Regions from separate parts of the Sus scrofa genome. Here region 2 is linked to region 1. A link is a contact called in public Hi-C data. All regions are on one chromosome and are shown on one strand. Each heading gives the region's core, a stretch centred on a gene start, on an enhancer-like site or on the middle of the called end of the contact. The rest is flanking DNA. Distances are from core to core; before and after follow the strand shown. Region 1 overlaps NCEH1 (neutral cholesterol ester hydrolase 1). Region 2 holds the start of ECT2 (protein ECT2).

What was found. A called contact is a pair of places that touch in the nucleus more often than the background predicts.
Region 2: a contact with region 1 is called in a Hi-C map of fetal liver, with 1.8 times the contacts expected there. The contact joins the promoter of ECT2 here to the enhancer-like site in region 1. A contact is called at or near these places in 10 of 47 Hi-C or Micro-C datasets (alveolar macrophages, blood, embryonic fibroblasts and 5 more) and 2 of 2 datasets of contacts at active chromatin or transcription factors (alveolar macrophages and skeletal muscle).

Annotation. Positions count from the first base shown.
Region 1 is chr13:111,157,113-111,161,661 of Sscrofa11.1, reverse strand. The region is part of intron 3 of NCEH1 (neutral cholesterol ester hydrolase 1); the gene reads left to right. Among named protein-coding and RNA genes, the nearest start is that of NCEH1, 48 kb to the left of the region's middle. Within about 2 kb of position 2,036, at least 1 of the 83 cell types and tissues checked has an H3K27ac peak or open chromatin away from gene starts, as enhancers often do. A contact at or near this core is called in fetal liver, where this site is marked.
Region 2 is chr13:111,245,279-111,250,012 of Sscrofa11.1, reverse strand. It overlaps ECT2 (protein ECT2), which reads right to left and starts at 1,798. Exons shown (of 26, transcript XM_021069804.1): 1 at 1,649-1,798.

The DNA.
Region 1 (4,549 bases), core at 787-3,286:
CTTCCACTTGGTGAACATGTGTAGACTTGGGGAGAGTAGCACTGGAGCAGGCATTGACCGTCCATGCCTCTTCCCACATACCTTGCCCTCCACATCCCTTCCATCTGACTGTTCCTGAATTGTATCCTTTTATAACAGATCAGTAATGTAGTAAGTAAAATGTTTCCCTGAGTTCTGTGAACTGCTCTAGCAAATTAATTGAACCTGAGGAGGAGGTTGTGGGAAGCTCCGATTTCTAGCCAGGTGGTCAAAAGTACAGGTAACAACCTGGACTTGGGATTGGCACCCTGAGTTGGAGGGGATTGTTGGAAATTTAGCAATCTATAGCCAGTTAGTGAGAAGCAAGTGATAACCTGACCTTCGGACTGATATCTGAAGTTGAGGGGTCCTATAGTTTTGTAGGACTGAACCCTTAATCTGTGGAATCTGATGATATTTCTAGGTAGAGATTGTCAGAAATGAGTTGAAATATAGGACACCCAGCTGGTGTCTGGATCATTGCTTGCTGGAGGTTGGAATTTAGTCTCAGAACACCAAAAGAGCATTTAATTAGTATTTACAGAATGAGTAAATGAATGGAGAATCTTGTTTAATTCTCATATAAAATCGCCAATATAAATATTTTGATAATGGAGTTCCCGTAGTGGCTCAGTGGTTAGCAAATCTGACTAGGAACCATGAGGTTGCAGGTTCGATCCCTGGCCTCGCTCAGTGGGTTATGGATCTGGTATTGTCGTGAGCTGTGGTGTAGGTCACAGATGTGGCTCGGATCCCATGTTGCTGTGGCTGTGGAGTAGGCCAGCAGCTGTGGCTCTGATTGGACCCCTAGCCTGGGAACCTCCATATGCCATGGGTGCGGCCCTAAAAAAAAAAAAAAAAGACAAAAAAAAATTTTGATATTTTCCTCATAAATGAGGAAATTGAGAACCCAAAGGTTAAGTGAGCTGCCTGAGGTCACATGGCTAGTTAGTCACATAGATAGAGTGGGGAATTGAGCTAGGTGGAATTGCTCCCCAGTTCACTATGCCTCTTTGACTCAGTGTCAAACTAATATTGAGGGAAGCTAAGGATGCTGAGTGACAGGGTTATGGCAATATCACCCACTTTCCATGCCCCAAGCTTATCCAGCTGTCCCCTTCCCTCTGTGCTCCCATTCATAGCTCATCTTGTCCTTGCCCCTACTCCATATCTGAGACCTAAGAGAATTCTTGCTTCTCTTGGAAAGGCTGGCTCCTCTGACTCTGTGAACAGGACCTTTGGAATCAGAGTGGTGCTGGGGCTGCCTCCTCAGCAGATTTGGTTCTGGGAAGCTCTGGACAGCTCCCAGGCTGCCCTGAATCCTCAGCTGGGCCTCCCTGATCACTCAAGGGCCCTTGGTGCAATTTTGTAATGCAGGGACCTTCAAGCAAATGATTGTATCATCTGGCTAGGCAGTTGGCCAGAGGAAGGCAGGGGTTGTTTAAGTAGCTGAACCCCATTATGGAGCAAGGCTCTGTAGCTGGGTGCTGGTGAACCAGCCTCATGGCCTCTTCAGTGGTTTCCTGTGTAGCTCCAGCTCTTCCCAGGCCCAAGAAAAGGAGGCAGGGTAGACTTGCTTTATTGGCACCATGAGGATTCTCCACACAAACCTTATCCTCCAGGGCTAATCTAAGCAACTGACAACATGCTTAACTCTTCTTGCATGCCCTTCTCCACCTGTCAACACCTGTCTCCAGTTAAACAGGTGTTATTTTAAGTCTAGGCTTATCATAAAACAGGATTTCTTTTTTAAACAAAGTGTTTAATTAATTAATTAATTAATTTAGCCCTACCTGAGGCATGCAGAAGTTGTGGGGCCAGGGATCAAACCCTTGCCACAGCAGTGCCAACACCAGGTCCTTAACCTTCTGAGCCACCAGGAAACTCTAAAACAGGGTGTTTTTAAGGATATATTTTTAAAAGGGGCCTGCTTTTATCTTCACTCCCCACTGTGCAAATCTATTCACCGTAGCATCCAGTATATCAGCAGATTAGCATCATAGCAGTGGGCATGTACCATTACTCAAGGCTGTATAATCTCAGATAAGTCATTTAACCCCATGTGCAAAGGAAGGGTTAGGAATCCCTCCCTACTGGGAACAGAAATCATATCTTCTTTCCTTTGGGTCCCCAGCACCTGGGTATAAGGCTTGAACATGTGTGTTAAATAAGTATATTTTGAGTTGGGTTAATGACTTCAAAGAGTTGTTATGAGAATCATTTTGAACATTTGAGATAAAAGGGCTTCAGGTACTCTAAAGCACTAGACAAGTCTGGAGGATTAGTGCTCTAGACTATAGAATAGAAGAAAGGTCCAACTTACAAATTTGTTTATCATCTGTGTATTTGGAACTCACAGTACTTTTTTTTTTTGCAGAAATAATGATAAGGTGATTAGGATCCATCTGGGCCAGCCAGCCCACAAAGAGCTACATCACTCATGCTTTAGTTGAGGTACAGCCAATGTCATATAGTCATATAGTTTCTGCTCTCATGCAGTTTACAGTCCAGATGAGACAGCAAACCTTGAACAAGCAATGCTGAGTGTGACAGGTGATGTGAAGTAGAAAGGGTAGTAATAACAGAGGCATCTAATAGGTAAGAACTTACCTAGTTTGAAGGCTCAGAATTGAGGTTTGAATTGAACTCCTAAGAAAGAGCACAACCAAGTTAGACAGAGTGAGTTGGTCATGGATGTCCAAAAGGGTGTAATGAGAGGGCTTGGGAGGAAGGGAGGAGGCAGAGAGCACTAAGCTCTGCTCTCCCTTCTGAATGACTGGTAGTCAAAGCTATCTCAAGGGCCAGTTTTGAGAGTAGAAACAGAAGGGAATCCCCTTCCAGGCTTTATGCACAGATCTCATTGGACAAATGTAAAGGGAAACAAACATCCATTCACGACAATTCCACTTTTATGCAATTTTACTGTGTGTTCTTTTTTTTTTTTCTTTTTGTCTTTTTGTCTTTTTTCTAGGGCTCCACCCATGGCATATGGAGGTTCCCAGGCTAGGGGTCTAATCAGAGCTGTGGTCACTGGCCTATGCCAGAGCCACAGCAACACAGGATCCGAGCCGCGTCTGTGACCTATGCCACAGCTCACGGCAATGCCGGATCCTTAACCCACTGAGCAAGTCCAGGGATCGAACCCGCAACCTCATGGTTCCTAGTCAGATTCATTAACCACTGAACCATGACGGGAACTCCTGCTGTATGTTCTTTTAATGGAAAGGAAGCTTCTACCTGCTAGAGGAATGAATAGGTTCTTCCTCTGGGGTTGTCTCCCTCAAATAGCACAATACGAATGTAATTGTTGATTTGTTTCAGGTTACCCCTACTGAACCTGTGGGTTCTTTAAGACTGAGGAGAATATTAACCTTAAAAATGTTCATTAGGTGAATCTCCTGAGCTCTTCTTGGGAGATGGTGAAAAAGAAAAAAAAGAAAAAAAAAAAAAAAAAAAAGGCCGGAAAAGAAATGTTGATTTTTTCTCACTCCTGAATCAAATAGAAGTGTAATGTCATTTCAGAATATCACATATATCTTTCACCTAACTTCTGGCAATAATGAAGGAAAGTAAGAAATAAGGATAGATGATCCTGAGAGCCTTCAGGGAGGTTTGTGGATCCTTGGTTCTCCTGGAATTACCTCTCCTACAGCTGCTCCTCAGGCTTATCCTCAAGGTCAACAGGAGTGGGTAGTGGTCATGGCTTTGCGACATGTGGGGTGTAATATATATTATGTAATGTAATAATAGATTCTACATAACCACAGAGTCATATATAATCTGAGGAAGCTGGGTGGGCAAAGGTTGGGCCAGTCCTGGTAATAGAGTCACTTCATGTGAAACAACATCAGGAGCTGTAACTCCTGAGTTCATGTCACTGGTGTTGACTCAAGATTCTGGGACAGATCCATTACCAACATCCAATAAGTAGACAAAGATGCAAGGTATAAAAATAGGCCGTAATTTCTCTTCAGCAGCTTCTGCAACATGATGAGACACTTAAATATTAATTGCACAATACATATTTGTTAAATATATGAAAGAATTCATTTTACAATACCCAAGATACATGGATATATCCTCATTTACATAATCTGGGAAGGTCGTTTATATTCATAAGCTTGTTTTCATAAACTTCAGTGCAGTTTAGCTCTTCTTTACCTGTAGTTTATACAAATATACTAGAACCATAAGACTTCAGGGAAAAGGAAGATTTAATTTATTTTTTTCAAAGATAAAATGCCAATGTACAGCATGGGAAATATAGTCAAAAATATTGTATTAACTATGTATGGTGACAATGGTAACTAAACTTATTGTGGTGATCATTTCATAATGTATACAAATGTTGAATCACTAGGTTGTGCACCTGAAACTAATATAATATTATATGGCAATTATACTTAAATTACAAAAAAATAAAATGCAAGGTAATTACAAAGGAAGCATGTTGGATATTATAAAATTCTACAAGGCACTTACGTTGCTTTTTTGTTTGAGAAAAATGGTTTCGAGTTGTGTTTTGCTTTTA
Region 2 (4,734 bases), core at 549-3,048, 89 kb before region 1:
AGGCTTGGATCTGGCATTGCTATGGCTGTGGAGTAGGCCAGCAGGTTTCTATCCTTAGCCAGAGAACTTCCATATGCTGTATGCAGCAAGCACAGCCCTAAAAAGAAAAAAAAAAAAAAGAAAGAAAGAAAGAAAAGAATTAGCCTGCTTTAAGGAATGGAGGAGGGAGACCTTAATAAATCAAAAACACCCTGAGTTTATATTTTTCACCTATGCTTCTCTGTTTAACAGGTGGGCGGTTATAAATTAAAATTGTTGAGCCCGTCCTGGCTCAGCGGAAACAAATCTGACTAGTATCCACGAGGACACAGGGTCCATTACTGGCCTTGCTCTGTTGGTTAAGGATCCAGCGCTGCCGGTGTAGGTCACAGACCTACTGGGATCCTGTGTTGCTATGGCTATGGTGTAGGCCAGCAACTACAACTCTGATTCCACCCCTAGCCTGGGAAGCTCCATATGCCACAGGAGTGGCCATAAAGAGAAAAAAAAAAATTTGAAATTGTCTGTGATGATAACTGTACATGACCAATTTATTGCCAAAACAGCTTTAAAATTTAGAAAGAGCTGTATAGTAAACTGATGACACAACAACCAACAGTCTGATTACAGACTGAAATACACTAATGGCATTTTCACATTCATGTATTCTGTAAGTTTTTAAATAAACACAAAAGAATTAGTGTTTATAAACTCATACAGATTATTTCTCAACTGAGCACATACTCAAGGAGCTTCTGATAAATACATACTACAACACATGCCTCTTTTCATCACGAAGATAAAAGCTGTCATTTAAATATTCACTTTGTTTTCTTTTACTTTTTTTTTTTAGGCAATCATCTGTCAGGGTGGAGGAGCTAAATGCCCTACTGGTTTTATTGGTGGTGTTACTGACAATAACGTGATTGCTAACATATATGACACTTGATTAACAAGTAACTTAATATGCGGCATTGTTCTAAATCTTAAGACAGTGTCCTTAAACATCTAACTTGCGTTTAATCTTTGCGACAATTCTAAGAGGCAGGTTCTATTACCATATCCATTTTTTAGATCAAGAAACCTAAAGCAGAGAGACCAACACCCCCCAGGTCAAACTGTTAGTAGCAAAACAAGGATTCAAATCCCGGCTGAGTCCCGAGGCTGCACTTTTTGAACCACTAAACCATACTTATCTGTACCCAGCGTGGGGCGCCAAATGGGCGGGCGTTTTACAGAAATACTAGAAACTAAACTTCCCACAGAGAAGACGCCGGAGAAGAATCCAAAAGGGAAACCACTAAGTAATCTGAGATAAGCTCCCAAAGGCCGCAGCTGCCGGCCCCTAGAACCACAGCGGCCAGTGCGGCTCTCCAAGACCCTCCTCCCAACAGCTGCCCCCTTCGCCTAGAACCTCTTTAACAGAAAGCATCCAATTCGGTGACCGGTGAAGCTTAGCAGCCAGGTGGACTTCGGGCTCCCACTCCTCCTCCCGGCCCCCGCTGTTGGCAACCCGGCCGAAAGTTTCCCAAAGCCGAGAAACCTGGGCTGGGAGCTCCGGAATTCGCGGTCACCGGGGCGGGGCCCTGGGACACGAACTGAGCGGCCCGCTGCTCCGGGATCGCCAACCCATTCCCACCTCCGCCTCCCACACCTACAGAGCCCTCACCACGCTCTAAAGACGCCCTGAAAGTTCCACCACTTCAAACACCAAGCCTTCTCACCGTTACCGCCATTCCTCGCCGGCGGCCACTGCCAATTCAAAAAAGCAAACCGCTCTCTCCAAAAGCCATGCCGATTGGCGCGTGATGTCAACCTCCCTCCCATAGGCTGGAGCCTCTAGGGGGAGGTGATTGGCCGCTGTTCTCCGCCCACCTCCCCGCAAGCGCCGACTGATTGGTTGTGCGTGTGTTTCAAATAAACCCAACGGCTCCGACGTCGGAACGTCGGGAATGGGTAAAGAAGTGCCCGGATGTGACCAGAAGATGGCGGTAGTGGCTACTGGGCTTCTGTGGGAGTAGCAGGTGTGTCTATGGCTACCGCTTGTTTTTTCAGTAAACATCCTATTTCGTAAGGAAGGTTTAAGTTCCTCAAAAAAAACTTTTTCACCAAATCCTTTAAACTTAATCAGTGCCTTGATAGATGAATTTTCCCCCATTGCTTCTTGTGAGCTCTTTAAGAGTTTTCTGCTTGTAAACTTTTTGCTTTAAATTTTTAGTTTGGTTGTGGAGTTTGGGGTTTGGTTACTGTGTTGGCCTGGCAGGGCTGAGGACAAGGGAACTCGCCGGCACTCCAGGTGGACTTCAAATCAGCAGCCGCTTATTTAAATCCTGATTTATGCAAAGCAAGTGTGTCTGGATTAAGGAATTTCACCGGTGATTAGAAAAATAAATTCTTAGTGTTTCCAGGACTTCCTCCCTCCCTCTCTCCCTTCCTCCCTCCCTCTCTCCCTTCTTGCACTTGAACAGTTGTAAAAATATATTACGAGATTCTAGAATCTCCTGGAGTTAAAGTAAATTGCTTCCAGTTGCCCCCCTCCCCCTACACACACACCCTGAGATTTGCTCCTTTCCTCTGAGGTCTAGCCAAGAATTTGTTTTTCCAGTAATTACTATTGCTATAATGAAAATATTTTATTTTCTTCATTTCTAAATATAATGCCCTGTAATACAACCTCTTAAAAATTTGCTTCCCAAAGATCAGTTTTGCATAGTCCCTACCTAATCCTTGGTTTAAATAAAGGAAGAAAGGACAATCTATTGCTGGAAGCTTAAATTTTCATAAGAGGAGGAAAACGTGTATTTTGGAATGTAACACTTCTGCACAACTGAAAGGGTCGTCAGGATTTAGAATTTTTCCTAATTTTGTCAGGTCACTTAGAAAGCCTAAGAAGTTTATAACACATTCCACAAAATGAAAGAAACAGTCTGGTAATTATTTGTTTCCCTTTATAATTGAAGAATACTTACAGTCTGCCCCTCATTTAATGTCATGATAACTGTTAGGGCAAAAGAAAAGAAAACCAGTAATTGAAATTTCACTTTGGAATGTGCTTGCATACTTCAACTAGGGTGTGCCCCAGCATTCCAAAAAGCCTCATCACTGAAAATGTATTAAGCTAGTGAAGAAAGCAACCTGTGCATTGATCCCTTTTAGGGTTTGCGCCCAAATCTAATAATTGCCCATAAGATATCACCATGCAAATTGTGTACTAGCTTAACAAAAGCTGTGCTTGATTTCCTTTTCAGGGTTATATGGCAGTTTGACTAGCAAATAAACAAGTAATACAGTCTTCTAACATTTCCTAACTATGTTACATCCTTTTCCATTTTCTAGGCATGTAACCTCAAGCAAGTTATTTAACCTCCCTATGCCTTGGTTTGAGTTTATATAAAAAAGTTTATATAAAAGTTTACATAAAAAAGTTAATATATGTAATTAAAACATATTCTGGCATATAAGAAACATTGAATAGATGTTAGCTGTTAGTAATTCTACTACTTTTACTGGTACTGTGGATGCTGCTAGTACCATTACTGTTATCTCAGCTGAGGCCCTTTAATTTCCAGATGTAATGGATGGTTCTCTATACTGCCTTCTTACACCTCACCACAGAAGCCATGGCACCTGTTTCTGTTCCCCTTGCCCTACCCTTCCCCAAATCCCACCCGACCCCCAACCCCCAACAGACAAAGCTTGATCCAACAAAGACCTCCATTGTATTCTTTTCCTGCTAGAGACAGGACAGTCCCTCTGAACCAAACTTAATCTCTCTCTTCTAAGGGAAAGCCTGTTGTGCTTGTCTAGAAGATACAGCCCTCTTGCTACTGCCCACGGCCAGGGTTCTGTTCTCTTCTAAGGCAAGTCTCAGCCAAGATTCTTTATGATAAATGTTAGCCTCTGCCTTCATTGAATTCATTGTCAAGGGGACAAAACTGTTTATAGGATAGATAGGTAGATCAAAATAAGAAGTTCCTTGAAAGAATAAACCATTTAAAATTGTTATGTTGGAGTTCCCGTCGTGGTGCAGTGGTTAACGAATCCGACTAGGAACCATGAGGTTGCGGGTTCGATCCCTGGCCTTGCTCAGTGGATTAAGGATCCCGAGTTCCTGTGGCTCTGGCGTAGGCTGGTGGCTACAGCTCTGATTAGACCCCTGGCGTGGGAACCTCCATATGCCACAGGAGTGGCCCTAGAAAAGACAAAAAGACAAAAAAAAAAAAAAAATTGTTACGTCATCCACAATTTCTAAGATGCTGAATAAGCAGGTTTCAAACAAAAAAATACTAAACTTATTGAGTATATTAAAGTATGTGACATATTTTCCTCAAGCAATGAAATGATTCTGAGGGGGAGGGGAGGAAATGTGGAAGACAGAGCAACTGAGATTTTGCCTTTGGAGGATCAGCTTCTCCATCTACACCTCTGAATTGAGTGACATGCTGAACCATCTTTCATGACTCCCATCTTACATTTGTTCCTCTTCCAGTTTATCCCCTCCTCTTTATTTATAGTTCCTTTCTTTCCTCCCCACCTCCTCCTTCTGTCTCTATCTTATTTTTCATCTGTACTCAGATGAAAGTAGTCCTTCAGGGCAGCAGAGAATGGAGAGTCAAGAAGTTAGTTTGGAGTTATGGAATATCTTTCTCCACCCTTTGCCTACCCACAAGTGTGAACACTACTCATGCTGTCACTCCTCAAATCAGAATGAACAAGATTTCTCACATCTTTGTAGTTTGTTCTCATCTACTGATG